Linked DNA regions of Macaca mulatta: region 1 is linked to region 2. A link is a contact called in public Hi-C data. All regions are on one chromosome and are shown on one strand. Each heading gives the region's core, a stretch centred on a gene start, on an enhancer-like site or on the middle of the called end of the contact. The rest is flanking DNA. Distances are from core to core; before and after follow the strand shown. Region 1 holds the start of TMEM223 (transmembrane protein 223). Region 2 holds the start of TEX54 (testis expressed 54).

Region 1 (3,060 bases), core at 410-2,909, 44 kb after region 2:
GCCTGGTGACAGAGCAAGACTCCGTCTCAAAAACAAAAAACCAAAAAACCCTGATAGTCTACAAAAAATTTGCCTGTGCATAAATTAGCATAATTTTTTTTTTTTTTTTTTTTTTTGAGATGGAGTCTCACTCTGTCCCCCTGGCTGGAGGGCAGGGGCGCGATGTTGGCTCACTGCAAGCTCCACCTCCCGGGTTCCCACCATTCTCCTGCCTCAGCCTCCTGAGTAGCTGGGACTACAGGCGCCCACAACCGCGCCCGGCTAATTTTTTGTATTTTTAGTAGAGATGGGGTTTCACCGTGGTCTCGATCTCCTGACCTTGTGATCCGCCCGCCTCGGCCTCCCAAAGTGCTGGGATTACAGGCGTGAGCCACCGCGCCCGGCCTAGCATAAAAATTTTTAAAGGTTGCCGGGCGCGGTGGCTCACGCCTGTAATCCCAGCACTTTGGGAGGCCGAGGTGGGCGGATCACGAGGTCAGGAGTTCGAGATCAGCCTGGCTAACATAGTGAAATCTGTCTCTACTAAAAATACAAAAATTAGCTGGACATGGTGGTGGCGCCTGTAATCCCAGCTACTCGGGAGACTGAGGCAGGAGAATGACTTGAACCTGGGAGGCAGAAGTTGCAGTGAGCCAAGATCGCACCATTGCACTCCAGCCTGGGCGGCAGTGAGACTCCATCTCAAAAAAAAAAAAACGTTAAAGGCAAATGGAAGTTCCTTTTCATATACTGTTCTGCAACTTAGTTTCTTTACTTACACCATGAACATCTTTCCCTACCACTGTAAAAAGTATCTTGGACTTCTTGACAGCTATTTAATATTCCTTATCTTTGATAAGCCATTGGTAGAACATTTGGACTTTTACTAATTTCTCATTTGTATAAATAGTGCAAGGATGTATAAGAATGTACATATTTGTTGGCAAACCTGGGTGCTTTTATGGAATGGACTTCCAACTGGCATTTAGGGGTCAGAGTTCTTACAGAGCTGCCTGTTCTTCCACTCCAGGTGCCTTCAGGACAACAACTGGGACTACACCAGATCTGCCCAGGCCTTCACTCATCTCAAGGTAAGGTCTGGAAATACAGTGGCAAAAACACTAGGATCTCTGGGCCTTCCGGAGGTCAGGTTAGCTGGGGTTGCTGAGTGGAGATGGTAGGCCTGCCTCTACTGACCTTCATTTTTCTCCAGGCCAAGGGCGAGATCCCAGAAGTGGCATTCATGAAGTGATTGTAGTCATGCCCCAGAAGCAGCCTCCCCTGTAAATAGTCCTTGGATATTACCATCTGGTTGTCGTCTGTCATCTCCTCCTGTCTGGCCCTAGGCCGCCCCGTGACTGTGACCGAGGGAGGGAGGGCTGCCTGATCCCTCTCCTCGCCTGCCCTGGAAGCCTTCAGAAGATTGAGCCTCACTGATGCCCGGAAGCCAAAGCTTACTTTGTAGAACTGACACTAAACTACCCGAAGGATTTAGGTGCTTTGTGTACTTAACCCCAGGACCTCCTTACTTTTTAATATAAAGAGTGATGTTGTATTTTGTGTTCTGCGTTCTGGATTGGTTGTCTCCTCCCAGCCCTGAGCGGGAGGGCGGGCCCTCTAGCGGGGCGGGGGAGGGGGGGGCCAGGGAGGGCGGGAGGCGGCTCCGCGACAGGAAGTCCCACCCCGGAAGTCGGCTGGCCATGGCGGCGCCTTGGAGGCGGTGGCCCACGGGGCTGCTAACTGTGCTGCGACCCCTGCCCACGCGCCGGCCCCTGCAAGGCGCGACGCTGCAACGGGATGTGTTGCTCTTTGAGCATGATCGGGGCCGCTTCTTCACCATCCTCGGGCTGTTCTGCGCTGGCCAGGGCGTCTTCTGGGCCTCCCTGGCTGTGGTAGCCGTGTCCCGGCACCCGGTCCGGGTGAAGCCTCTGGATGCGGAGGTCCCAAACCGTGGCCCCTTCGACCTGCGCTCCGCGCTCTGGCGCTATGGTCTGGCCGTCGGCTGCGGCGCCATCGGTAAGACGTGGGCTGGCTTCCCACTATGGCAACGTGGGGTGGCGGGACACGACCTTCCCTATACAGGCAGGGAGAGTTGGGGGTTCCCTATACAAGAGTGGTGGGCGGGCTTAACCCTACAGAAATTCGAAACACTGGCCGGGCGTGGTAGCTCATATGCTGGGAGGCCGGAGGCGGGCGGATCACTAGGTCAGGACCTCGAGACCATCCTGGCTAACACCATGAAACCCCGTCTCTACTAAAAATACAAAAATTTAGCTGAGTGTGGTGGCAAGCGCCTGTAGTCCCAGCTACGCGGGAGGCTGAGGCAGGAGAATCAATTGAACCCGGGAGGCGGAGGTTGCAATGAGCCGAGATCACGCCACTGCACTCCGGCTCAGTCGCACTGCGGTCTCAGAAAAAAAAAAAAAAAAAGCGAAACACTTGTGTCCCTGAGCGCTGTGCCCTGTCATAGTGTAGGCCGAGGTCTGCCCTTCACTCTGCGACCTTAAGCAAGGTCCTTAAAGCTCTTCCTCCTCCCATTAAAATGGAAACAGATGTCTACTAAGGTTGTTGGGAGGAGTAACAGGATTGTGGTGTATAAGAGGAGCTCAGTACTGCACAGAGCGACAGAGCGAAACTCAGTCTCGAAAAAGCTCAGTAAATATTACTTTCATCCCCAAGATTTCTTATTCAGAGGGCACTGGAAAGGTCGGTACTTAGACGTTCAGTGAAAACCCCTCACCCCGAACTCTGCCCTTCCTGCAGGAGCCCTCGTACTCGGTGCTGGTCTTCTCTTCTCTCTCCGGTCTGTGCGCTCAGTGGTGCTTCGAGCTGGAGGGCAGCAGGTGACCCTCACCACTCATGCCCCTTTTGGCTTGTGGGCCCATTTCACAGTTCCTTTGAAGCAGGTATCTTGCATGGCCCACCGAGATGAAGTCCCTGCCATGCTACCTCTGAAAGTCAAAGGCCGACGCTTCTATTTCCTCTTGGACAAAGCTGGACACTTCCCTAACACAAAACTCTTTGACAATACTGTGGGTGCCTACCGGAGCTTGTGAAGAAACAACCTCAAGTCACTCACCT
Region 2 (3,091 bases), core at 582-3,081:
TCCAACCTAGGGGACCTCTCCCCTCAGCTCTGTCCATTTATGCTGCTAAGCAGCTCTTCTGACACCCTGATGCTCAGAGAAGAGGCATACATCTAAGATGAGAAAGTTTCTGACAGTGGATCATAAATAAGAGAGCAGTGTGCAGGGAGCGGGTGAGGATGCAGAGATGCCAGAGGGTAGGTGCAGGGTGAGGATACTTTCGTGATGCTTCAGCCTTCCTCTAGGTTCGTGTCTATGATCCAGCATCCCCCCAGCGCCGGCCAGTCCTAGAGACCACCTATGGAGAGTACCCACTGACAGCCATGACCCTCACTCCGGGAGGCAAGTGAGTGTTTAGAGGGGAACGGGTGGGAGGGTGGGGCTTGGGAAGGGCTCCAGGAGGTTCCTGCTGACTCCGCTTGCCTCTGGTCTCATCCTCAGCTCAGTGATTGTGGGAAACACTCATGGGCAGCTGGCAGAAATTGACCTTCGGCAAGGTGAGTGGACTAGGGTATGTTGGGGGGAAAGGAAGGAGCAGGGAGAAGGGTAAGGATTCCCTCTAAGGCGGTGCAGTGGGGCCAGTGAGGCCTCATTCAGGTGCCAGATTGCCTGGGTTCAAATCCTGGTTTCCTCAAAAGCTGTATGACCTTAAACTATTTCAACTCCCTGTGCCGTAATTTCCTCACCTGCGAAATGGAAATATTAGTAGAAGCTCCAGTCTCAGGGTTTTGTTGCAGATTAAATGTTGAAATGGAAAGTGATTGGAACAGGAAACAATGAATGGTTGGTTATTGGCCAGCCAGTTATCACGGATGCTTCCCCCCTTCTCTAGGGCGTCTACTGGGCTGTCTGAAGGGGCTGGCAGGCAGTGTCCGTGGGTTGCAGTGCCACCCTTCAAAGCCTCTACTAGCTTCCTGTGGCTTGGACAGAGTCTTGAGGATACACAGGATCCAGAATCCACGGGGTCTGGAGCATAAGGTAAGTCGTCTCTCCCACCCCAAACTCATGGTCTTGTGGAGGCTCCGCCTCCTTTGTCCCCTTTCATGTTTCTGTCTCAGCATGCCTAGCTCCTTAAGGTCCTTCATCTTTTGCAGGTTTATCTCAAGTCTCAATTGAACTGCCTCCTCCTGTCAGGCAGGGACAACTGGGAGGTGAGCAGTTGGGTCTGGGAATGTGGGAGCTAAGGGCATAGATGTGAGGATCTCCCTATGAAGAGGAAAAGGAGGCAGCTGGAATGCAGACCTGGGACTATCTGTTTACCTGCCTGGTCACTTAATTTCTCTGAGAGGCATTAACAGTTAAAATCCTGAGGGTTATTGCCAAGAGCATGGATGGGGTTGCTTTCTGGGAGCAGGGAATAAAGGTGGTGATACCCAGAGGGATTATTTCTCAGCCAGGGTCTCCTTCCCTGTGGGTTTGTCCCTGTGCCCCTGACTACTTTTTCTTTTTTTTTTAACTTCTTTTTGTGGAGATGGGGTCTCCTATGTTGCCCAGTCTGGTCGCTAAGTCCTGGGCTCAAGCAATCCTCCTGCCTTGGTCTCCCAAAGTGCTGAGATTACAGGTGGGAGCTACCATGCCCAGTCCCCCTGACTCCTACACTTTCTTCCCACTCACCAGGATGAGCCCCAAGAGCCTCAAGAACCCAACAAGGTGCCCCTAGAAGACACAGAGACAGACGAACTTTGGGCATCCTTGGAGGCAGCTGCCAAGCGGAAGCTCTCGGATTTGGAGCAGACCCAAGGAGCTCTCCAAACCAGACGGAGAAAGAAGAAGCGGCCTGGGTCCACCAGCCCCTGACGCCCCTGACGCCCCTGTGCCTGCCCACTTTGTAAATAAACAGCTGAACATCCACCATGACCCTGAGCCTTTTGTGATGGGAGAAAGGAATGAGGGGTAGCTTGGGGTGGGGGCTCCCTGAGCTGGGGCGACGGGATATCTGATGTCACAAAAGCCGGGCCTGGAGGCAGGTAGGCTGGCGTGGGTGGCAGGGAGTCCGGGGCCCCGCGGGGCCATGGGCTGCTGCCAAGACAAGGACTTTGAGATGTCGGATGAGCAGTCCAAGGAGGCAGAGTCTGAGGCCGTCAGGGAAGATGGGACCAGAGGCACACACAGAGGGCCCAGGGAGTGTGAGAAGGGGCTTCCCGAGGGTAGGGGTGAGCTCAGAGGCCTCGTCGCCTCAGGCGCCGAAGGTATCGACTTGAACTCCCCGGACCATCGGAATCATAAGTCGAACGAAAGCCTTCTGATCACCGTGCTGTGGCGGCGACTATCCATGTTCAGTCGTCGGGGCTCCTCGCGGTCAAGCAAGAGACAATCAGACCAGATTAGGTCATCAATGTTCAGTGGTCGGGACTCCTTGCCGTCAAGCAAGAGGCAATCAGATCAGACTCGGAAACAGGAGCGTCCGATCCGAGAAGGCAACCAGGAGGAGCCGGAGAAGGGATGACCCCAGACCTGCTCTTAGTCCGCCCCAACCTCCAGAGAATAAAATTTCTAACGTGTACCTGCACCACCACTCTGGGAAACGGGCGCGGACACCGCCGGGCAGCTGGTTCTTTAAGGCTCCTCCCCGGAGGCGGGCCCAGCCCCCTGGGCTCCCGCTGTAGTACTCAGGGGCGGGGTCACGGCAGCGCCTTAGCCAATGGGAGGGGGGTCGCTCTTGCGTTTGGATGTGGGGCGTGTCTTTCGGGTCGCCTGGCTTGAAAATGCGTGGGACCGCCCCCTCGTCACCGGGGGTGGGGTTACGTGTAGGTGACGTGGCCGCTTCCAGTCTGGTCGGGTTTCGGCGGCCTCAGTGCCCAGGGAGGAGGCAGTGACGGCCGGGGAGATTGGTAGTGGCGGCGGCGACAGGCAGCAGAGGGGAGGTAAGACTTGCTCTAAGAGGGGGTCTGGCCACCGTGTCAGCTCTGGGGCAGTGGTTTTACAGGGGCGACGACTGGCAGGGGGAAGGGAACCAGGGGCAAGCAGGCAAGTCCTGCCGGCCCGGCTCCTGGTGAGCGAATTCCTTGCCGTCCAATCAGGAAAGCCTCTGTTGAGAGAGACGTCGGCATTAGCTAATGAGTGGTTGAAGTCTTCCAGAAGGCGGACCTTGGGCGGGGGGTGGGACTTCCTG

Evidence for each region. A called contact is a pair of places that touch in the nucleus more often than the background predicts.
Region 1: a contact with region 2 is called in a Hi-C map of CD4 T cells, with 3 times the contacts expected there. The contact joins the promoter of TMEM223 here to the promoter of TEX54 in region 2. A contact is called at or near these places in 4 of 14 Hi-C or Micro-C datasets (CD4 T cells, fetal cortex germinal zone, fetal cortical plate and 1 more).

The regions. Positions count from the first base shown.
Region 1 is chr14:11,265,577-11,268,636 of T2T-MMU8v2.0, forward strand. TMEM223 (transmembrane protein 223) reads left to right here and starts at 1,660. Exons shown (of 2, transcript XM_015113958.3): 1 at 1,660-1,995; 2 at 2,743-3,060. The coding sequence starts at 1,680. The coding sequence ends at 3,035. NXF1 (nuclear RNA export factor 1) reads left to right here. Exons shown (of 22, transcript XM_077962523.1): 21 at 1,010-1,070; 22 at 1,193-1,538. The coding sequence ends at 1,231.
Region 2 is chr14:11,221,652-11,224,742 of T2T-MMU8v2.0, forward strand. TEX54 (testis expressed 54) reads left to right here and starts at 1,832. Exons shown (of 1, transcript XM_077962609.1): 1 at 1,832-2,538. The coding sequence starts at 1,919. The coding sequence ends at 2,425. It overlaps WDR74 (WD repeat domain 74), which reads left to right. Exons shown (of 13, transcript XM_077962574.1): 9 at 225-325; 10 at 421-476; 11 at 812-957; 12 at 1,074-1,130; 13 at 1,597-1,830. The coding sequence ends at 1,776. It overlaps STX5 (syntaxin 5), which reads left to right and starts at 2,711. Exons shown (of 11, transcript NM_001261004.2): 1 at 2,711-2,843.